Linked DNA regions of Hordeum vulgare: region 1 is linked to region 2. A link is a contact called in public Hi-C data. All regions are on one chromosome and are shown on one strand. Each heading gives the region's core, a stretch centred on a gene start, on an enhancer-like site or on the middle of the called end of the contact. The rest is flanking DNA. Distances are from core to core; before and after follow the strand shown.

What was found. A called contact is a pair of places that touch in the nucleus more often than the background predicts.
Region 1: a contact with region 2 is called in a Hi-C map of leaf, with 2.4 times the contacts expected there. The contact joins the enhancer-like site here to the promoter of LOC123444230 in region 2. A contact is called at or near these places in 2 of 6 Hi-C or Micro-C datasets (leaf and seedling).

What each region holds. Positions count from the first base shown.
Region 1 is chr3H:457,103,031-457,109,106 of MorexV3_pseudomolecules_assembly, reverse strand. No RefSeq gene overlaps it. Among protein-coding and RNA genes, the nearest start is that of LOC123444234, 8.6 kb to the left of the region's middle. Within about 2 kb of position 2,541, at least 2 of the 3 cell types and tissues checked have open chromatin away from gene starts, as enhancers often do. A contact at or near this core is called in leaf, where this site is marked.
Region 2 is chr3H:456,465,580-456,472,097 of MorexV3_pseudomolecules_assembly, reverse strand. It overlaps LOC123444230 (vesicle transport v-SNARE 13-like), which reads right to left and starts at 5,086. Exons shown (of 5, transcript XM_045120890.1): 1 at 4,798-5,086; 2 at 4,629-4,687; 3 at 4,217-4,405; 4 at 2,498-2,668; 5 at 1-319. The coding sequence starts at 4,891. The coding sequence ends at 167.

The DNA.
Region 1 (6,076 bases), core at 1,292-3,791, 640 kb before region 2:
ACTAGAATAACCCAAAAGCATTGTGATCCATAAGTAATAAATGCACCACCGACCGACATGTTTTACTAATGTGCCATGCAAGAGCGTGAAAGTGTGCCACGTGAGCAATGAATGATATGGCTCGTTTAGAGCAAGTACAATAGAGCCAAGTCAGCTGGCTATAAGGAATAAATTAATATATTTTTGTTTAGTTAGAGAAAAGAGAAGAGGAGAGAGAAGATAAGCGGACTCTTAGCTAAGAGCCAGCTCTAGCACGTGCTCCTAGGCATCTTGTGAGTATAAAAGGTGGACCATATAATAAAAAAATAGTACATGAACTATTGTACGTGTTGGCTATAAGATGGACTATAGATGACATGGCGATGGCTTATAGCCAGCAGCTGGCTATGCTATTGTACTTGCTCTTATAAACGACCCTTCGTGGAGCCATGTCGTTCCAGACTCATTCAATGGGGTTTTGGTCACGTGAAGGCGGACACAAACATGTTTGTATGAAATGGGCTATATGCCCTTGGAGATGAACATGCCTTGTGTGCTCACATTAATGATCCTAGGGGCTCGCAAAAGCTACATGCTAGAATGTGTTGAGCAACCTCATTGCCTTGGGATTGATGACATTCGTCATGAATCAGTGGATATGTGACCCGATCCACGATAGAGGAAAAGAGGAGCAGTACATAACTGATGGGTCATGATGGGTCGCTAGGGACGCACGGGATTTTTTTTTCATGGCAACATACATGCATGTTTTCTATTCCCTCCGTTTCTAAATATAAGTCTTTTTTAGAGTTTTCATTAGGGGGCTACATAAAAAATAAAATGAGTGAATTTATACTTTAAAATATGTCTATATACATCCATATGTAGTTTTCTAGTGCAAACTCTAAAAGAACTTATATTTAGGAACATAGGGAGTAGTCATAATGAAATAGCTAAAAGCCTAAAACTATAACAAGTCCTCATAGAAGAGAAACACCATGAAAGCTACGAAGATGGAAAGAACACAACTTGCAAACACTAAAACTTCAACTTCCATCATCATCTAACCAAGCAAGCAAGTGGCTTGAGCTTGGTCGCCCAGTTGCCACCCAACAACATCCCTCGAAGAGCGGGAGGGGTGCTAGCAGGAATGAGGCAAGGTGAATCACATACTTGCTAACCCGACTTTAAATGAGAGCATCGATCTCTTCCACAAACTTGGTCGAATGGCAAGAACAATGTGCACACGTCGGAAGGCAACAACACTTGAACACAAAAGAGGGAGCTAGAGCAGCCACCACCAATCCAGCCACCATGACTCGCAGCCATGGACCTCATACCGGATAAGCCGCCCTCATACTAAAACAATAGACAACAAACGATGGTTAGTGACTTCAAGACGATGCCTCAAAGTGGTTATGATGTCAAAGATGACGCCGTCGTCTGATATAGAAGCTAGATCTAAGGATTTTACCTACATAGCAACGAGAAAATAAGGAGCCGAAGCTTCACGATGATGCCTCTGAAGAACACGGCACCCGTAGGCGTCATCATCATCGGTGCCAACAGAACCAGCACATGGCTTTCCCCTATAGTATCACGCCTCGCTGCCACATACTGTACCACACTACTGCTCGGTCTAGTAGTATGGAGCGCGAGACCTCACCTCCTCGGTGACAAGAGCCCAACCACGAGCCACACACATCCACGCAAGGCGAGAGCCAAGGCAACCCAATGTCGGCGGGTGTGAGCTGCGTCGTATCTAGGCGGGTGCTAGCCTAAAAGTTGAGCACCATATATGCAGTGGTCACTTCAGGTATGGGCTAAAATGTGTCAACGGGAAAAAGTTGTGACTGCTACATGCAAGCCGTCACTCCAAAAAGAGTAATGCTACATCTACAAAGGCTTACTTAAATTTTTTACGTACAAACTGATGTATAGGATTGTGATTGGTTATTGAGGGAGGAGGAGCCCCATCCCACTGAAAATCAGGGGAAAAAATTTAGTTTAGAAGGTTAAGTAAACCTTTGTAAGTCTTTGTAGGTCTAGCATTATTGCTCCAAAAATAGGGACACAATTACCCGGGATGTTTCGAAGGAGTTAGAGAAAATTAATGCTCCATAGAGAGGAAATCGTATCGAGGCTTAAGCGACGTGGCTGAAGGAAGGTGGTAATGACACGAAGAAAGTATTGAGATTTTTTATCAACCGGGCCTTATTTATTTCCACAGAAATTCATAAGCATGTTCCTTCACAAGCTTAAGCTCAATGGAAGTGATAGTACTAGTACTTCTCGAACCTCAATACAACACACAGTACTATGCGACAATATCTTTCATCTTTCAAGTTGTAACATATATTAATAATCTGCACTGTACCCGTACTACACATCAGCAAAATTGATAAAAATGAGCCGTGGAGGAAAATAACTCACAGACTGAACCTTCGGGAAAAAGATTTCACGCGTCTGACCCTTTTGTGTGACGCTCGACACCTAGACGCCACACTACACTGTGTGACGCCTAAGCGTTCGACGCCACATGCCCGGCCACGCTGGACAGGCCGGCCCCACCCTCACACAGTGCGACGTTGCACACTCTGCGGTGTGGCGCCTAGCGCTTAGGCGCCGCACTGTGTAGTCTCGCCTCGCATCGCAACTGTGGCTGGCCATGCCACGCCAGCGTCGTCGTCCGTCACGCTCAGCCTCGCCTCCGTCGTCGCCGCGCCCCGGCCGGTGCGCCGTGGATGCAGCAACAGCAGCAGATGGCGGAGGACGGCGCCGGGTTCGGGTTCGCCAGGCCGCCGCCGGCGCCGGGCATGGTGGCGGATGCTCCTCAGGCAGCGCTGGCGGAGCTGTCCGAGTGCTGCAGGGAGCTGGACGAGGGGCACCGCTCCTGGGCCGCGCACCCCAGGTAGAGCTGTAGTCGTTCCCCCGAACTCCCCGAGGATGAAGAGCGAGTTGGCCAGGTAGCTCTTGCAGCCTGCATCATCAGATCAGAAAGAAAGACGAGTCATAAATAAATCAGGCCGGCATGGCTAGGCTCCATGCCTCCATGGACGGTGAGTAAAGCTGTGTTGATTCTTGATTCTTGATTCTTGATTGGCAGTGGCAGTGGCAGTGGCGGGGGAGACAGCTGGATGGCGCAGGAAATTATGCTGCTCGTACGTAGAGTATTAAGGGAGGAGCAATATTTACAATACATTTTTGTCAGTAATACTCCAACCTGTACAATGTCACTCTCACTCAATGTCTCACATTGCAGAAACTGTTGACAGCTTCATATTTCCTTAGCACTTCTGGGTTGCAATTTCCATTATGTTTCTACTAGCAGCTACTTCACTCATGCTTCTTAAGCTATGCGGTAAGCTATACAAATACTATTAAGTGTGGTCTAGTTATGCTGTTTGACATTATATATGCTTCCCTCTTTCTACTAGATTACATCAATGCCTAGCTAGTCTTAGGCTGTGTTTGGACGTATGTATTGGCCCCAAGGAATTAAAAAACCAAATCAACCAAGGTATTGAAATGGGCTACAATTCAAGATTTGATGTTTGGATGTACATGTAATTGCCTGTTGGAATCTGTAGGGACTAGCCAATTCTAATGTCTGTTTGGATGGACAAAAGAAGCACTGTATTACAAGGCAGACGCCCCGCTACAACTCAGCACCAGCCTCTGTTTTCCTCACTACTGACGCCCTGCCCCCCACCACTGATGCCCTGCTCCCATCTCTGTCTTAACCATCACTGATGCCGTACTCTACGCCCCCGTAGTCCCCACCACTGAAGCCCTGCTCCCTGCCGCTGCTCGCAACCGAGCAGTCATGCTGCTACTCCCATCATGTGGGGCACCGGAGGCGAAGAAGATGGAGATGAATCCGTCGATTGGAGGTGGTTAACTTGGGCGGTCAGGTTCAGAACAACGTGATGTGCTCAACGGGCAGGGCCTCGTTTGTGGCCGCCATGGATTTCTGTAGGAGGCGCCACGGGAAGGCCACCCTGGTGCAGCGACACGCATTGGAGACAAATGTATTGATGGTCTTGATGGTCTGGAACCACTGAAGCTGGAAGCTGATGGGCCCGTTGTTCCAGATCTTGTCGGAGAGGCCGAGGGAGCGGAAGAAGGGGGCGTCCATGGCGGTGGTGCCGGTGATGGCCATGTTGGCGCCCTTCTGCGCCGCCGCCTGCAGGGCCAGCCACGACGCGCACAGCACCACGAGCAGCAGCTGCAGCTGCCTCGCCATCGGCGACGACGAGCGAGGAGGGCGGCTACGGGGAGGAGGAGAAGGGGTCGGAAGACGGCGTGCTGTGCGGGAGGGGAGGAGCAGAGGCCTAAGCGCTAGGCGTTGGCCAGCTCGAAGGACAGGATTGTATAAGTCACAGTGCGGCGCCTAAGCGTTAGGCGTCACACTACAGAGTGTGCAACACCCGAGGCTTAGGCGTCGCTGTGTGGGGATGGGGCCGGCCTGTCCAGCGTAGCCGGGCGTGTGGCGCCGAACGCTTAGGCGTCACACAATGTAGTGTGACGCCTAGGTGTCAGGCGTCACACAAAAAGGTCAGACGCGTGAAATCTTTTCCCCGAAGGTTCAGTCTGTGAGTTATTTTCCTTCAGGGGTCATTTTTCTCAATTTTGCCCCCGGGCATGTACCCCGGGGCTGTGTGGCCAGCACCCTACATGGTGGACGCAACTCATTGGTGAGATCTGATAACTTGTATTCTACATACCTTTACTGTTGAATCCAACACGTACCTTTATTGTTGTGTATGTCAGATTGTTGGTGTAAGTTCTTGTATATCTATGCAAAATAAGAGAAAGAAAAGCAACATATAACGCATCAACATGTACTCAGTCTTTCTAAGAGTTTCAGTAATGGATTACATACGGATGTATATAGACATATTTTATGGTATAGATTCGCTCATTTTGCTCCGTGTGTAGACACCTAGTGAAATATCTTAAAGAACTTATATTTAGGTACGTAGGGAGTAATATGTATGGGATAATCGCTGCACATACTATAAACTGCGACAACTGTTCAGTTTTCACTAATACTCTATAGATACATCCGTTTGAGAGATAGTTAACATGGAATGGAGGGGCACAATACTCATTTGTGTCATGAATTTTGAACATTGACGGGTCCCTCAAATTATTTACTTTTAAGTGCCCCTTCTTTATCCGAAAAGTTGAGACATTTATGCACATGGGTATGTTGATCTAGAGGATTAGGTTTAGGCTGTGTAACACTTCATATTGATTGGATACACTAGGCACGTATATATAGGTACAATATGGACATCTACCTCAACTATACAAGGGACTAGGAGGAAGGGCAATAACACAATATACATGCACAAATATATATTCAACAGTCAACCCCCCCCCCCCCCCCCCCCCCCCAGCAGTCGAAGTGTTGCCCGGAGATACAGAGACTCGAACGAAACTCCTCAAAGGTGGAAGTAGGCAGTCCCTTAGTCACCACATCGGTGAACTGTTGTGTGGTCGGAACATGAAGGACCCAGATGTGACCAAGGGCGACCTGTTCGCGCACAAAGTGGATATCAAGCTCGATGTGCTTCGTCCGGCGATGATGAACTCGGTTGGCGGAAAGATACACAGCCAAAACGTTGTCGCAGAAGACAAGCGTGGCCTTGGCAACACCGTGATGCAACTCCTGGAGAAGCTGTCGAAGCCAGGAACACTCGGCGACGGCATTAGCGACTGCTCGGTACTCAGCCTGTTGGAAATATGCCCTAGAGGCAATGATAAAATAGTTATTATTATATTTCCTATTTCAAGATAATCGTTTATTATCCATGCTATAATTGTATTGAATGAAAGCATAGATACATGTGTGGATATATAGACAAAACAATGTCCCTAGTAAGCCTCTAGTTGGCTAGCCAGTTGATCAAGGATGGTTAAGGTTTTCTGACCATGTGCAAGTGTTTTCACTTGATAACTGGATCACATAATTAGGAGAATCATGTGATGGACTAGACCCAAACTATGAACGTATCATGTGATCGTGTCATTTTGTTGCTATTTTTTCTGCGTGTCAAGTATTCATTCCTATGACCAAGAGATCATGTAA
Region 2 (6,518 bases), core at 3,837-6,336:
TGTTGCTATACATGACATGCCAATGAACAACTCAAATATTTAAAGATGTTTGGCGACACAGTGAACTTCAAGGGACAATCTGTGTTGTCCAATGTACAGCGGCGTCCAGACAACCTTATCACACAATTACTGAACACCCACAGTTTGCGGGACCTACCTGGCTGGCTCAGTGAGCGAGCTTAAAGTAGAGTATGATGAGGATGGCCACAACAAGAGTTGAAATGATTCCACCAATGATCCACTTGTTCCTGTCCATCCTCTTTGACATTGCCGCCAGGATCTTTTTGCTCTTCCCAACGTTATCATCGACCCCATGCAACTATAAACAAGAACAGACTCACGTCACTAACAGATGTATGATTTATTTATTTTGAGCTGAATACAGGTAAGAATAATAAACATAAACAAACAAGAAGCAAAACATGGTTATTGCTAACATTTGCTTGTATGCAATGGTGTTATCAAAGTCATAGAACATAACAGACTGACAAACTAACAAATAAGGATTAGAGCCATGCTGCAAGGGTATTAAAGATTACACGCTAGTATTTCACAAGTTATATAAAATTCGGATAGTCAACAATTGGATGGCGCTGAGTGTTAGCCGACTAAAAAGCGACATCTCAACAGTTATGTGTCGCGGAGATGCGCATGTTGAGATGGATGTGTGGCCACATAAGAAAGGACGAGTCCTAAATGATGATATATGAGATAGAGTTGGGGTAGCACCGATTGAGGAGAAGCTTGACCAACATCGTCGGAGATGGATTGAGCATATTCCGCACAGGCCTCCAGAAGCTCCAGTGCATAGCAGACAGCTGAAGCGTGTTGATAATATCCAGAGAGGTCGGGGTAGACCGAGCTTCACGCTGGGAGGAGTCCGTAAAGAGAGATCTCAAGGACTAGAGTATCACCAAATAACTAGCCGTGGACAGTGGTGCATGGAAACTTGCTATCCATGTGTCAGAACCATGAGTTGGCTGCAAGATCTTATGGGTTTCACCTTTAGCCTACCCCAACTTGTTTGGGACTAAAGGCTTTGGTGGTGTTGTTGTTGTATCATGGCCCATGCATATGCTGCTACTAAAAGGAATGTTACTATTTGCTCTTTATATCCAAGAGAATAAACGAATGAGATAATTATTTTAACTTCTTTAGCAAAATTCCTTGCTAACATAACATATGCATAAATGGTCTTTTAGATTCTGAATATAAAGAAATTCCTTGTTATCAGAATCTTTTTGTGCAAAACGAGAATAAACAAGCCCTTGAACCGCTAGAACTAAATAAATAGTCTTTTACTGGTTTTTATGCTATCATCATTCAACGGCCCTCCAGTGACACAAATTGCTAAGCTAGTTTATATGAATATATACTCCTTATTCATATATAAATACAAAAATGGCATGCCATGCAAAACAAAACACAAGGTCATGCTGCAGAGTATTTCACAGGAATTTTAGATAATGTACCTACCGATGAAATATGGACAAAGATTCTGATATTTTAATATATGCATCAAGCCATCAATTATCGTAACATGCATATGCTGCTAAGGAGATCACTCACTGTTTGCTCTTTATACCCAAGAGAATAAATAATGAGATATTTGATTAAGTTCTAAAAAATTAGCAACCATAAGTGGCCAAGCCCTTGATCTGCGAGACAGAATATAGGACTCACCTTTATGCTAGGAGTATCATCATTCATATAACAAAAGTAAGTAATAATATCTTACTCCCCTATTCCAAATTTCTTTATATTTGACCAAGTCTATCTGTCTATGGAAAAATGCTAAGTCAAACTTTTTTGTATTTGATGAGTCTATGGGTAAATGTGCTAAGTCAAACTTCTGTATATTTCATAAGTCTCTGGGTAAATGTGCTGAGTCAAACTTCTTTATATTTGACAAGTCCATGGGAAAATGTGCTGATATTTAGAACATTAAATACATATATAGTATGAAAGTATATATTATGATGAATCTAATGAAACTAATTTGGTGTTGTAGATGTTGACATAGTATCTTCCTGCCGAATTGGTCAAAGTTTAAGAAGTTTGACTGAGGACAAAGCTAGAAGCATATAACTTCAATTGATTTGGAATGGAGGAAGTAGGTTACAAATAATAACTCAATGGTGGAGAACAAAGAAATGAATTGTTCAATGTGGAGTCATTTTCAAAGTTACACACTGCCCTAACAGAATTTAATAAATTAGAACCACTAGCACTATGTTTTGATAATAGATCCTGCATTAAACAAATGCAAACTTCGCTTTTTATATTTAAAATTAGATAGAGCAAATCAATCAAACCTAGAACCTATATAATGGGCTATGGTAATCTGATCTCTACCATTAATCTACCATTAATTCTATAAATAACAACCAGGCTGCAAGGAATGATGACACAAGAGCTACATAACCAACAATGGTTCCCACAGCATTTCAGAGAAGTATATCTGAACTATAACAAAGCAGTTTGACTGAATACGTACAGTATCATGAGCATGCAGTAGTGACTGCCGTTGTTGATGAAGGTCCTGAAGAATTGACACACCAAGTTCTTCTGTCTCCAGCATAGTTCTTCGGCTCTCTTTAATTCTGTCAGTGGACTGATTCAGTCGTTCTGTTGTCATCATCAACCTTCCTCGCTGATCAGTGGAAACCTGCACCAGGAAATAATCCCCAAGTACAGCATGAGTACTAAACATAGCAAAAATCAAGAACTTGAGACACCCGTTAAGAAATCAGAACAAACAAAATAAATACCACATTACTACTTCACATCAGTAGAGAAATATGTCAGACAAGGCACACTGTTTCCGCAATACAGAAAGACCACATTGCTATGACTTATAGCGGGATCCAGGAATACATAAAGGGGATAACTCCCTTTACGCGATATATTAAGCAGCCTTCTGAAAGTGCTTGAACTGGTACTACATTTCCTTTTATAATGTAGTAAGAAGAGGTACAATTATTTGTTTCCCTTTTGGTTCTGAACATATACAATTCTGCACAGCAGATATAATTTTCCACTCTGCAGCTTACTTTCTCAGGCTATGGAAGCAAGCTATGCAGAAAAAAAGTACCTTGAAGACACATCTATACATTGTAATACTGATTTCTCGGTCAAAGGGGGCATATTTATAGGAAATGCCAATGAGTTATTGTTTCCATCACTGTTTCATCTGTCACTTTGCTTCCATATGAACATAATCGTTCAGATGAAAATAGTATCTTCATTCGGTAAGAGAAAACAAATACAACTAAAAATTATGAAGCAATTGTAGTTAGTGAAGGGGCAACGGATACAGGTCCTAACGAATTCACATCAGTGGTGTAGTGAAAGAATATGGACATCGAGAATCTAAATCAAGAAATCAAATAGGGAATAATCAGTTTACACTCCCACATTCAGTGGCGGAGCATGAGCCTAAACCCAAAGGCGGGACCACAGGACAATGCAAAACTAAGTAAGAAATTGTTTATGTTAGGGGAACCGTGGAAAGTATGTAGAGTGCCTCCATTACGGCACAGCAGAAGTGATCAACTATAGGTTAATGAGCAAAAATAATGCCAGTGTAGTGGTGATCTTGGGAGAAATATCATCATCTTCATCATTTTGGGCGAATTGTCATTGCAATCGCCGTCATTTTCAAAAACAGCATCTTCTTTGCAACGCATAAAAGAAAACGCAACTCAACAGACTATATCGACATCCAAATATGTCGATATGGGGACCAGAAAGATGGTAAATAGAAATGACCCAACTGATAAGACAATTGAAGTGAGGTATACAGTACTTAAGTTCATATTTTGCATGCTGTCAGATACTACACCACAAAATTGTTAACCTTGTTACTGCACGCAATTTAAACAGAACCGAGTAGTGTGCAGCACTATAAGTACTGCTTAGTAACATGTTCAACACAGATTGAATTGATGGAGTACTATACAAATAAGTAGCCCAAAAGAAGTTCAAAATATGGGACTACTGGTCTAATCATGAGCGCCATATTGTTAGTGACCACCATAGGGATACTGCCACAACTGAATAATCAATAAATGACTCGAAGTTTTGATCATCAGTTCAGCAACAAACCCGATAACGTAATAGTACCACATTAATTAGTTAGAAGGTATATAAATAGAGTTATCAGTTATCCGCAGCATATATGTAGCGTTTTAATTAAAAGGAATAGAGAGCTTACCGCGAGTGTGTCAGCCATGCCAGACTCAAGGAGCTCCTCCCTCGTAGTTTGCCTGGCATTGGGCGCCGAGATCCTCTTGAGCTCGCTCTTGAGGTTGTTAAGGTCGGATTTGTACTCCCGCAGCTTAGCTAGCAAACCCGCCTTCACGCTCGGCGGCATATTCCTCGCCTCCAGGTCCATCCTCCGAATCTGTAAATATATGAATGAAAGAAATAAATGGAAGAAGGACATATACGGTATCATAGCCCAGACAATCTACAGAACTTCCCCCAAACCACACATTCAACTACTACACCTCCCAAAATCACATCCTAGTTTCCCAGCGGCAGAAAGTAAGGCAGCAGAATCGGATTAGACATATAGCCAAAGGATACCCATAATATAAGCAAAATAGGCCTAGGTATTTATTTACCAGCGATTCAGCTTCCTGCACGCCGGACTGGATCTCGGAGAGCCTCTGCTTCTTCTTCTCTGCATTAGATCTCACCGTGTTTATTACGACGAAACCAAGAGCAGCGACAAGGGGGATAAATTTTCTCCCCCGGCGCAATTAGGCATGGGGGGTGGGGGTGGGCACGTACCTCCATCGAGAGCGGAGGCCGCGGTGCACTTGCGGGAGAGGGAGGCGGATTCCTCGCAGTACTGGCGCTCGTAGCCCTCGAACACCTCGCTCATGGCTGCTCCCCTCGATCGCCTCCGCCCGCGCGCACAGATCTCCCCCTCCGGATCCCGCCCCCGAATCGTTCGGCGGACTCGAATCGAGCGGATGATCGAGACGACCGCAATTCGATCCGGGCTACCTCACGAGGGAGGGGGGACGCCGGCCGTTTGGTGGAAGCTTCGATTTTGGTTGGGGTGGGGATTGGGGGATTTGGGACGGGGTCCGATAGAAATACGTACTCCTTCGCGGGCTGCCGTGCGCATTGACACGTTTTTTTTTTTTTAACCGGAACCTGACATTCCATTACTGAACCTGCTCAGCAATCTTGCTGGCAATCAATCCGAAAACAAAGTCTGGATCCCCAACCCGAGTCAGATCAGCAAATCCGGTAGTAAAACCATAAGGCTGGGTTTGGAACGTTGTTTTTTCTGTACCCTTGTAATATTTTACCCTTGTACTTGTATTATATTAGCCTACAATCAAAATACATGTTAGGATTGTATTTCCATTCCGCTTCCGAGCCTCCGTTTGGATTGTTGTTTTTCTCCCACCCTTGTAACCTGGCTGCCATAGCCTAAACTTTCAAAAGCACAAACTTTCAACAACAACGGAATTTCAACAACACAAAGTGCACTTTTAACAATATAAATTTTCAAATATGCACATACAGACTTGAAAACAGCACAGACTGCACTCCCACGTATATTGCACACGTATAAAATTAGATAATTTTTCTATTTATATAACAGTACCACAACATAAACAAAAGATAATATTTTTGCATCCATCCATTCGAACATAGTTCCGATAACTCATAGTGCTCAAAATCAACAATTTAAATTACAAATTTAATGAGGCATACTTGTCTCGTCTCGTCCATTGCTACATAACCAAAGTTAGGACTCGCAATTGTTCAATCATTATGCATTTAGACATAAAATATTTCAGAAAGATTAATCCTCGGTAATAGTTCAAGCAGTGAAGCAGCTTCGGGGCTGAAGAGTAATCCTTGAAAACAAGACATATCTGACCAGGCTAGAAAAGAGCATCTGGATAAGTAACACGAGCAACATCTGCATAAGTAACAAGAGCTTGTCATGATTCAAGATAGCTATCAATCCTAGAAATGCTGACTAGTTCTCTCAAAAAATCACATCACGTGTCAAAACCGGAAGGGGGATATCAAAGATATTGCACAATCCATGGTGCAAAACACAAGATATGCAGATGGTAAGGATGACTAGAACAAACTAAAGTACATAAAGATCCTGCAGATTAAACCATCACAAGATCATATGCAAACTCGGTTTAGTACTACATCATAACTGAACAAGAACTACTTAATCGCTGGAAAACTACTTAATCAGACACAGCCCCTAGGAAAAGAAACTACCAAGTAACTTGACACGAACTAGCAGGAACCACTGAACTGATGAAATACTAAAACTTAGCCGAGCAACCGGTATTGCTGTCATGCGCTAAAATTTAAGCGGGGTAAAGTTCATGAGTCAAAACAAGCATATGAAGTTGATCAATCATGTTCACAATGATGACGATAACAAACTGAAGTATACACAAAGAAACAGCAGGATCATCCATCTACAGTACGACTGTTGAAAAGGACGTGGATGTCGCCTAGAG